3 separate regions of the Mus musculus genome follow, and all the other regions are linked to region 3. Evidence: chromatin contacts called from public HiChIP or PLAC-seq and promoter capture Hi-C data. All regions are on one chromosome and are shown on one strand. Each heading gives the region's core, a stretch centred on a gene start, on an enhancer-like site or on the middle of the called end of the contact. The rest is flanking DNA. Distances are from core to core; before and after follow the strand shown. Region 1 holds the start of Amn (amnionless). Region 2 overlaps Rcor1 (REST corepressor 1). Region 3 overlaps Traf3 (TNF receptor-associated factor 3).

Region 1 (2,755 bases), core at 76-2,575, 68 kb after region 3:
GAGGGCATGAGGCGGCTGGTCATACTGGTATGTCATACACATCGCGCTGTGGTATGGCTCAGGAAGCAGAGAGGAAGACTTTCCACAGTCAGTGCAGGTCTGGCCCGATCAGTGTCTGGAGAGACCTTCACAGCCACAGCCAGAGGTGTGTCTGGGGTGAACCTGCTAAGCTGGCTGTGAAGTCACACCATGCAACCCACCAACCAAACCTCATCTGCCCACAGTTCACCCACACTCCTCCCTGGTATCTTCTTCAGGCATCCATTTTTGCCCCACAGGGACATGTGACTGGGCGGGGCTGGATGACAAGAGACAACTCCCGAGTGACATGTTGACCTCTGGGCTGGGAAGCTTCTTGCCTGGGGTAGCCTCTCATTACCCCGTTTGCCCGATCTCCATCCTCTTTCCGGCCCTGCCAAGGGACCCGCCTCATCTACTGTCTGTTTCCACTCATCCCACATAAAATCTGTTACCTCTCCTCGACCTTCCTGTTACCTCAGCCAACACTCCTTGCAGATGGACCCCACCAGCATCTTCACCCCACTTTCCCAGCATCCTCAGTCTGCCATCCACCAGACATCCCTTCCGGTCCACTCTTCCCCCCCACACACACAACCTAGTCATGTCTACAGCTGCCATCACTCCCACCCAGCCACCACCCACTGTCCCCTACCCACTCATCCACAGCTATCAGTGAGCCACCCTCTACCATTAGCCCAGTCACTCTCCAGCCACTGTCATCCCCATTGCTATCAGGAATTTAACATCCAACACCAGGTGCCACTGTCAATGATGTACTCACAGAAGCCCTCCTCAAGCCACTGCCACCACCGTTTGGTGACTGGCCCACCCGTCATTTCTCTCACTGGTGATTCTCCATTCATCGTGCACCCTGCCTGTCACCTCTAACCTGCCTTCATGGCCAGCCTACCCAGGCACGTCACTCTCTGCCTTAGCTCTCTTTGTTCTCTTCCAGGACCTTCACGCGCCTTTGACATCCCTTCCGGTCTGTTCTGCAACCCACACAATCCCTGCAGAGCACACACCCAGGCTAAGACTTCAGGCCTGGAGAAGATGGGCAAAGATGGCTGAGTTCCAGGGTTCTTGGCCACCTCCACACCGTGTCACCGGGAAAGTCAGGACGACACCCTCTTATTGGGTACCCAGGGTCCTGGGTCCTAAAGGGCAGATGCTAAAGCCGCTGAGAAGATTCCTCCAAGGGCCCTCAGGAGACAGCTGGGCGATCCCAAGGTAAATGTGTAACATCTGGGCGCCCCCTGTCCCTCAGCCCCGCCCGGTCACGTGGGGCCCTCGGAGCGAAGTCCGCATCTGTGAGAGCCTCGGCGGAGAGATGGGTGCTCTGGGCCGGGTCCTGCTGTGGCTGCAGCTCTGTGGTAGGCCCCGTGTCCCCCTGGGTCTGGACCTTGATTGAGGCTGAGGTTTCTCTAGGAAGGGTCGCGATCGCAGGAGAGGTTGGGATATGGAGGTGGCGTTGGCAGCCTGCCTCAATTTCCCGGTCCTCTGGCGTGGGTTGGTAAAGTTTCCAAAGCCCAGGAAGTGGAGAAACCGCAGCCTATTCCCGTGGACCTCCCAGCCCCTGGCGCCTCCTCTGTGCACAATCGGGACAGGGTCGCCAACTCCGGGCTCTGGGACCCCTCTCTGCCCCAGTGAGCTTCCCGCCAGAGCTCTTTCCTAAGGGCCGATTCCCCTCCGACCCCCCCCCCCCCGGGCAGTCAGAGTGCTGTGAATAGAGACGACGTTCCGAGGGAGGAGAAGGGCATGTTTGCGCGGGTTCTGTAGATCAGCTAAGAGTGCGCCTGAGAACGCCGCGGTGGGGCCTGACCGCCTTGCGCTGTGTGCACCTCTGCCGCGCCTCTTTGGAAAGTCGCCTTCCCAGAAGGCGACACTCAGCCTTCCTTTCTTTAGCAATGACTCGGGCCGCCTACAAACTTTGGGTCCCCAATACCTCCTTCGATACTGCCTCCAACTGGAACCAGAACCGGACCCCGTGCGCGGGAGATGCGGTTCAGTTCCCGGCGGACAAGGTACCTTGGTGGGGGGTTGAGGGGATGAACTGGAGGTGGGGAGGTCGGTCAGCCTCGCGCCTAACGCCACCTCTTGCTGCAGATGGTGTCGGTCCTGGTACGAGACAGTCACGCCATCTCGGATATGGTAAGGCTCGGGGCTGTGGCCTCAGCGGGCATGGCTGGCCCTGGGTCGTGCGCCGCCATGGAGCCTCTGGGTAGAGACAATCTCTGGGAAAGGACATCAGAGAGTACGTGGGGTCTCCCAGTCCAGCTCCACTGTCCCCTCCCCCACAGTATCTAAGTGCAGGGTGGGCTCTGGGAAACGTGCCTGCCCTTCCCTTCCTGGAGGCCATGTTAACAAGCTACCAGTGGCCCAGCTAGCCGGAGGGTGAGGAGCAAGAGGTTAAACAGCCCCTGCCTCCCCTCATGCTAAGGCTATGTGCTTTATAAATAAAGGCTGATGGTCCCGAGACCCTAGTTCAGACCCTGTGGTTGGAGCTAAGAATGAACTCTCTCTCTCTCTTCCTTTCTTCCTTAATTCCTTTTCTTTTGGTTTTTCTAGACTGTGTTTCTCTGTGTAGCTCTGGCTGTCCTGAAACTCACTCCGTAGACCAGGCTGGCCTCGAACTCAGAAATCCGCCTGCCTCTGCCTCCCAAGTGCTGGGATTAAAGGCGTGCGCCACCACGCCTGGCTCTTCCTTTTGCTAATTTCCTAACGGGATGACATG
Region 2 (2,738 bases), core at 9-2,508, 110 kb before region 3:
ACAGGGTTAGACAGGTAAACCACTCAAGGCACTGGGATTCAGAGATGGAAACAGCTTTCCGATTGCCACTATCCTGCCTGCCTAAGACCTAGTTGAAGGTGGCCTTGAAATGAGTCATTTGTAAGGCAGTCTCTAGTCATTAAAAGGAAGTTTGGGGCATGAATGAAATAAATATATCAGGAGCCTGGCAGTGGTGGTACACACCTTTAATCCCAATACTCTGAAAAGCCTGGTCTATAGAGCTCAGTTTCTGGTCAGCCAAAGCTACACAGAGAAACCCTGTCTCGAAAAGCCAACAAACAAAAATACAAATATACGTTAGGCACTGAAGGTGTTGCCTAGAGGCAGAAAATTGATTTAACATAGGAAAGGCCTAGATTTGTTTCTCAGGACTGAGAAAAGAAACATAAAAGGGATTGTGTTCAGTAGGAGAGCACTTGCCTGTCATGGATGGAAGGAACTTCAGGTGTGATTTCTAGCACTGCAAAAAAGAAATGTTGTGACAGAGTTGATTTGATAATTGTTTACACGTGTGTATCTTAAATGTTTTCCTAATACTCTATGAAGGACTGACGAAGAGTCTCATCCTTGTTCTGTAGTCGAGCAAAGGAGTTCAGCTAGCAGTTTCTCAGGAGAAGCCAAGGCTGCTTTCTTTCCATTCTGCTCAAGAATAGAGAGATGACGCACTGTCTTAGTCTATGCCGCCCTCTACCCCACCCTCCCTATTAAAGCCAGGCAGATCTTGAGTCTTTGAATTATTTCGTGCACAGCCAAGTACACACAGTTAATAAGGTTGCTGTGAGTGTTCAGCTCCCTGCTTAGGGACAGGTCTGGAAGAGTTGAAGGGATGTGTGTGTGTCTGACTATTTTGAGACAGGGTCTCACCATGTAGCTCTGGCTGGTCCGGAATTCACAGTGACGTCCAAACTGGCCGCATAGAGACTCACCTGCCTCCTGAGGGCTGAGGGTAAAGGTGTGCCTGGTCTGCTCACTCTTACACTGATATGCAAATGTGAGTTCTGGAAAAGAGGACAGAATTATCCAGTTACAGAGAAGTACACTTAAGACCTGAAGAGAACTTAGCCTCCTGCGCTGTGCGCTGGGATGGAGCAGTCATCTCTTGTCTCTCCATGGTGGTCTTCACTGGTGGCTGGGGAATGGGCACGCACGCAGTGGGAATAGTAACAAACAGCATAGTTATCTTGTTTCTGACTTGCCTTCTCTTGTTCCTTCAAGATAGTCAGGGTTCAGATGTTGGCTGTAGTAATGTCTTTGTCCACCAGGTGGCAGAACTGTTGTACGTAAATGTTCCTTTTGCTTCTATGTGAGTCTTAGGGATAACTTCTTTCATAATAATAAAAGGAAATGCCATGGTCTTTTTTTTTTTATCATACTCCATTGTTCTGGGGATTGAACCCAGAACCTTGTGCACACCAGGCATAACGCTCTACTGAGCAGCATCTCCAATCTTGTTATTACATTCTTTAGAAATGTTTGGCAGTCTCAATTTTAAGCCATGACAGAAATTACTGTAGTGTTTCCTTTGCAGTACCTAGTGCCACTGCAAACCGTTATAGTCTTTTTCTAAGCTCCATTAAGACCATAAGCTTTGTCCTCAGCCTGCCTTATGGTCTGAGCCTCCTACTCTGTAACCGACTCAGGATGACAGTTTCTGAATCTGCAGTGTCTGGGGGAGGGAAGGGTGAATTGGTTACCATAGCAGCTTTCATCTGTTCTTTCTTTTGCAATTGAATTTGAAACTCTTGCTACTCTAAGGACTTTGTTTCATTGGGTTAAAAATATTAACATAGAAACAAAGCGCAAGCCAAGGCATATTTTGTTACTTGCCTTTGGCCTCTATCACATTCCTTTGATCATGCTGTATTTTACTCTGTTCAAGCTACACCAAATAGTGAGTGAGTACTGCAACCCTAAAAAGCCATGGATTAATACAGTCTCTGTTTTATGATCACAGTGGTGCAGATCTGTCACCATCAGAGTTAATATCAGGTGGTTCTCCAGGCCTGTTTGGATATAATTGTCAAGTAAACAGCCCTGCACTGCGCCATGGTGGTGATGTCAGCGCAGACGGAGTCTGCCCAGTGCTGAGTCTGAGGCTTCTGACCTGCAGGCGGGTGTCAGTGGGAGTAGTCAGTCAGCGACAGGCCTCTCCTCTCCCAAGCGTGGGCAGGATGCCCTGGGGACAGAGCCACTGTGCTGCTGCTTAAGCTGTGTGACCTCTGTGGACCTCCTGCCTTGGTCCCCAAGAGGTTCTGCACAGGACCCCTCAGCCCCTTACAGAGACAGACACGGACTCTCCCCTGGAGAGATCCTCAGGGGACTTGTGTTTCTCCTGAGCCATTTCATTTCCTTTAAGCTCCTGTAAGCTTTTGTTCTTATGAGAGCAGAGTTGATTTTCTTAGGCGGAAAGTTTATTTTCATGGAAGGGCTTTTAACCATGAGGGAGTTTTTAGCTAATGCATATCTCCCATTTCATCGCTTGTACCAAATGCTGTCCTGTGCAAAGTAGGGTGGGGGGTAGGTGTCCACCTCTCTCAGAAAATCAGAGAAGTGAGGACCAGGTAGTGTAGCAGAGAGGCCTACCAAAATTAGTATTTGTGTAACTAACTCCGAAGAACATTTCAAGAAAAGCAAGAAGAGTGGATGCCCGTGGCTGATGTTCCCAGTTAGGCGACCGAGCTCTGCTGGGGACAGTGGACACTCAGTGTTCAAAACAA
Region 3 (2,761 bases), core at 200-2,699:
CTGGTGGGCTTTGAGGTCTCAGATGCTCAAGCCAGGCCCAGTGTCCCACTCTTCTTCCTGTCAACTGCTGATTGGGATGTAGAACTCTCAGCTATCTCTTCAGCACCATGTCTGTCTGTGTGCCACCATGCTTCTTGCCATGATGACAATGGACTAAACCTCTGAAGTGTAAGCCAGCCCCAGTTAATGTTTTTCTTATAAAAAGAGTTGTCGTGGGCTGGAGAGATGGCTCAGTGGTTAAGGCACCGACTGCTCTTCCAGCGTTCAGTTCCCAGCACCCACACGGTGGCTCACAACCATCTGTAATGGGATCTGATGCCCTCTTCTGATGTGTCTGAAGACAGCTATAGTGTACTCATAAACATAAAATAAATCTTAAAAAAAAATAGAGTTGCTGTAGTCACGCTGTCTCTTCCCAGCAATAGAAACCCTAACGGAACCCAAGGCCTCAGGCCCCAGCAGTACAGTGGACCTCATGAGCTCTTGCTGAGGTCGGTTTTGCTACACAGGGACACGCGGCTGTCTTGACCGTGCGTCCCAGCCAGCCCACTCCTCCAGCTTCACCGTAGATCCTTCCTAGAGGACCTTGTCCTGACCTGTGTTTGGATCTGCGGAGTAGCTCCTGTCCTCTCTGACCACGGCACTTGTCCTCGTGATAACCTGCTCTCCAGTTGCAGTCCTACTGGGTGCCTGTAGCCACTGTCATGGTAAACTGTCACCCGCAGCCCCTTTCCAAGTAATACATAGCGTTCAGCAGATGAGTCAATGAATGAACAAACTACTGCAAAGTGAAAGCCACCTAGGATACCGCTACTGTTGGTGAGGTCTCTTCTGAATCTGATTGCATGGCCAATGGTTTACTATTTCAGGTCCTCTGACCACGTCGTTGTGTTTACTATTCTGGGTGTCCAAGGGAAAGCTACCTGTACAGGAGCTAGGCATGCTTGGTGTGTTGGCTTTTTTTTTTTTTTTTGTACTGAAAGCTGTGAAGCTGTGGTTCATTCTCAGAGCCTCTCAGCAGGGACTTAGAAGCTGACATTTTGATGGCAGATGTGCGCAGTGCTCACAGGCAGCTTGAGTATTAAAGACTGTGTGTCACTATGCACATTTCACCCATTTCAGCATTGTGACCTGTCTCACTCACTTGTACCAGCAATACCCCAGCATAAACCACAAACCAGGCAGCCTTTAGGGAACGGGTCAGAAATCCAGAAATACCTCTAGAAGTTTATAACATTTCTTAAAGATCCAAAAACAAAAAAAACAAAAAACAAAAAAAACAAAAAACAAAACAAAACAAAAAACCCGTTGTGGCTCCAAAGGCAGCTGCCTCTGCTGAGGAGTCTGTCTCCAGCGCCTTTGCTTCCGAGGCTGGTAGCTTTCAGAAAGACTGCAATGCAGCGCTTAGCAAAGCCCTGTTAATATGGAAGCCGCCCGCTCCCCTTCAGGCTGCTGCTGCTGCCGCCTATGAGCTGAAGGAGGAGATGGTGGGTCTAATATGCCCTAGGACCTGCAGTTCTGTGATTCGACGCAGGCAATTCTGTGAATGCCTTGGCTAGCACAGGCTTGTCCTGCAGCAGCTGAGTTTCTGGTGCAGTGGGCTTTCCTCGGAATGTGAAACTGAAGATGCCTTTGCAGTTTGTGCCTCATAATTTGGTTTTCATCTGTGAGTTCAGATGGTGGGTTATACAAAGGTAAGGGGCTTTAACAATCATGAATTTTTATATTTAAAGTATTTATGAATATCCCAAGTCAAAGTAAATAATTGTGATTTGAGTAGATCTCTACTGTATCTAAAATAAAACTTTGTGTTGTATTAATGACAGTTTTGACATTTGAAGGATTGTCTTATTTATCATGGACTATTCATCCTCTAATGAATTACTCACAATGTTCTTTGAAAAGGGGTTGCTTTTACTTTGGCTTTCTAGTAAACAAGCTTGACTCTCAGAAATCTAGGTATGGATTATAATATGTTTGTTTTTTTAAACAATAATTTCATTGATCTGGCGTAGGATATCTCCTTTTTCTGGCGTAAAATATATCACCACCCATATATGATAGATGATAAAGTCTAGTTCCCTGAGTTCTTCTTTTTCCTCAGATGAAAATCCTCAGATGAGCATTTTCTCAAGTGCGGATGGAGCTCTTTGCTCATGTATGGGATGCACTGAGCACTGCCTTCAGCTGCGCCTCTTTGTTTATCTATGAGGGGGGCTAGATTCTAACTCAGATTGGTTTTGCTATAGGTTGGTGACCCCAAAATATATCAAATGCATCATGGTTGGTAATTTTATATGTCCGACACCAAGAAATATGTCAGGGTTACCATGGCAACTGCATGTGTTCTGAAAAGCTTGTGAATGGGCTCTGAACCTTCTGGCATTTTAACTGAGATTTTCCAGCTGAGAGTCTGAATACATGATCAGTGTAAATAAATTCAGCTTTCTGTGGAGAGGACATCCTGTCTCCGGAGTTGACTACCCTGCTCAGTTCTTTCTCTTGTAACATCTACCTTGCCTCTTGGTTCCCAGTCACAGGCTATGTGAAAGCTTGTTTTCAGCCTCAGGTTGGGGAGCCATCTGACCACAGTTACCAATGGACCATGTAGAATGGATCCATTGCCTGATAATCCCCTCACCCCAAACTGTACTTGTAGCTTCATGTCCTACTGTGGTGTGGTGTTCTGGTGGAGCTTGCTGTCCATCTGAAAAACTTCTTTCTAGAAGTTTCCAGCTCCAGAGAGCCTGACTTGCTGTTA

Evidence for each region. Promoter capture Hi-C pulls out the DNA fragments that hold promoters and counts their contacts. HiChIP or PLAC-seq counts read pairs in DNA pulled down with a chosen protein or histone mark.
Region 1: a promoter capture Hi-C map of hippocampal neurons shows a contact between it and region 3, with 1.6 times the contacts expected there. The contact joins the promoter of Amn here to the enhancer-like site in region 3. A contact is called at or near these places in 7 of 39 promoter capture datasets (3T3-L1-derived adipocytes, cranial neural crest, frontonasal cranial neural crest and 4 more), 1 of 115 datasets of contacts at active chromatin or transcription factors (embryonic stem cells) and 3 of 9 other capture datasets (adipose tissue, liver and pancreatic islet).
Region 2: a contact with region 3 is called in an H3K27ac HiChIP or PLAC-seq map of SST interneurons, with 2.6 times the contacts expected there. The contact joins two enhancer-like sites. A contact is called at or near these places in 7 of 484 Hi-C or Micro-C datasets (CD8 T cells, cerebral cortex, liver and 3 more) and 3 of 115 datasets of contacts at active chromatin or transcription factors (SST interneurons, VIP interneurons and bone marrow-derived macrophages).

Annotation. Positions count from the first base shown.
Region 1 is chr12:111,269,771-111,272,525 of GRCm38.p6, forward strand. It overlaps Amn (amnionless), which reads left to right and starts at 1,326. Exons shown (of 12, transcript NM_033603.3): 1 at 1,326-1,394; 2 at 1,927-2,045; 3 at 2,128-2,172. The coding sequence starts at 1,352. It overlaps Gm51960 (a long non-coding RNA gene), which reads right to left. Exons shown (of 3, transcript XR_003950150.1): 2 at 2,050-2,255; 3 at 1-1,445.
Region 2 is chr12:111,087,198-111,089,935 of GRCm38.p6, forward strand. All of the region lies in intron 3 of Rcor1 (REST corepressor 1), which reads left to right. Among named protein-coding and RNA genes, the nearest start is that of Rcor1, 49 kb to the left of the region's middle. Within about 2 kb of position 1,259, at least 112 of the 459 cell types and tissues checked have an H3K27ac peak or open chromatin away from gene starts, as enhancers often do. A contact at or near this core is called in SST interneurons and cerebral cortex, where this site is marked.
Region 3 is chr12:111,201,807-111,204,567 of GRCm38.p6, forward strand. All of the region lies in intron 1 of Traf3 (TNF receptor-associated factor 3), which reads left to right. Among named protein-coding and RNA genes, the nearest start is that of 4930595D18Rik, 19 kb to the left of the region's middle. Within about 2 kb of position 1,450, at least 31 of the 459 cell types and tissues checked have an H3K27ac peak or open chromatin away from gene starts, as enhancers often do. A contact at or near this core is called in SST interneurons, cerebral cortex and hippocampal neurons, where this site is marked.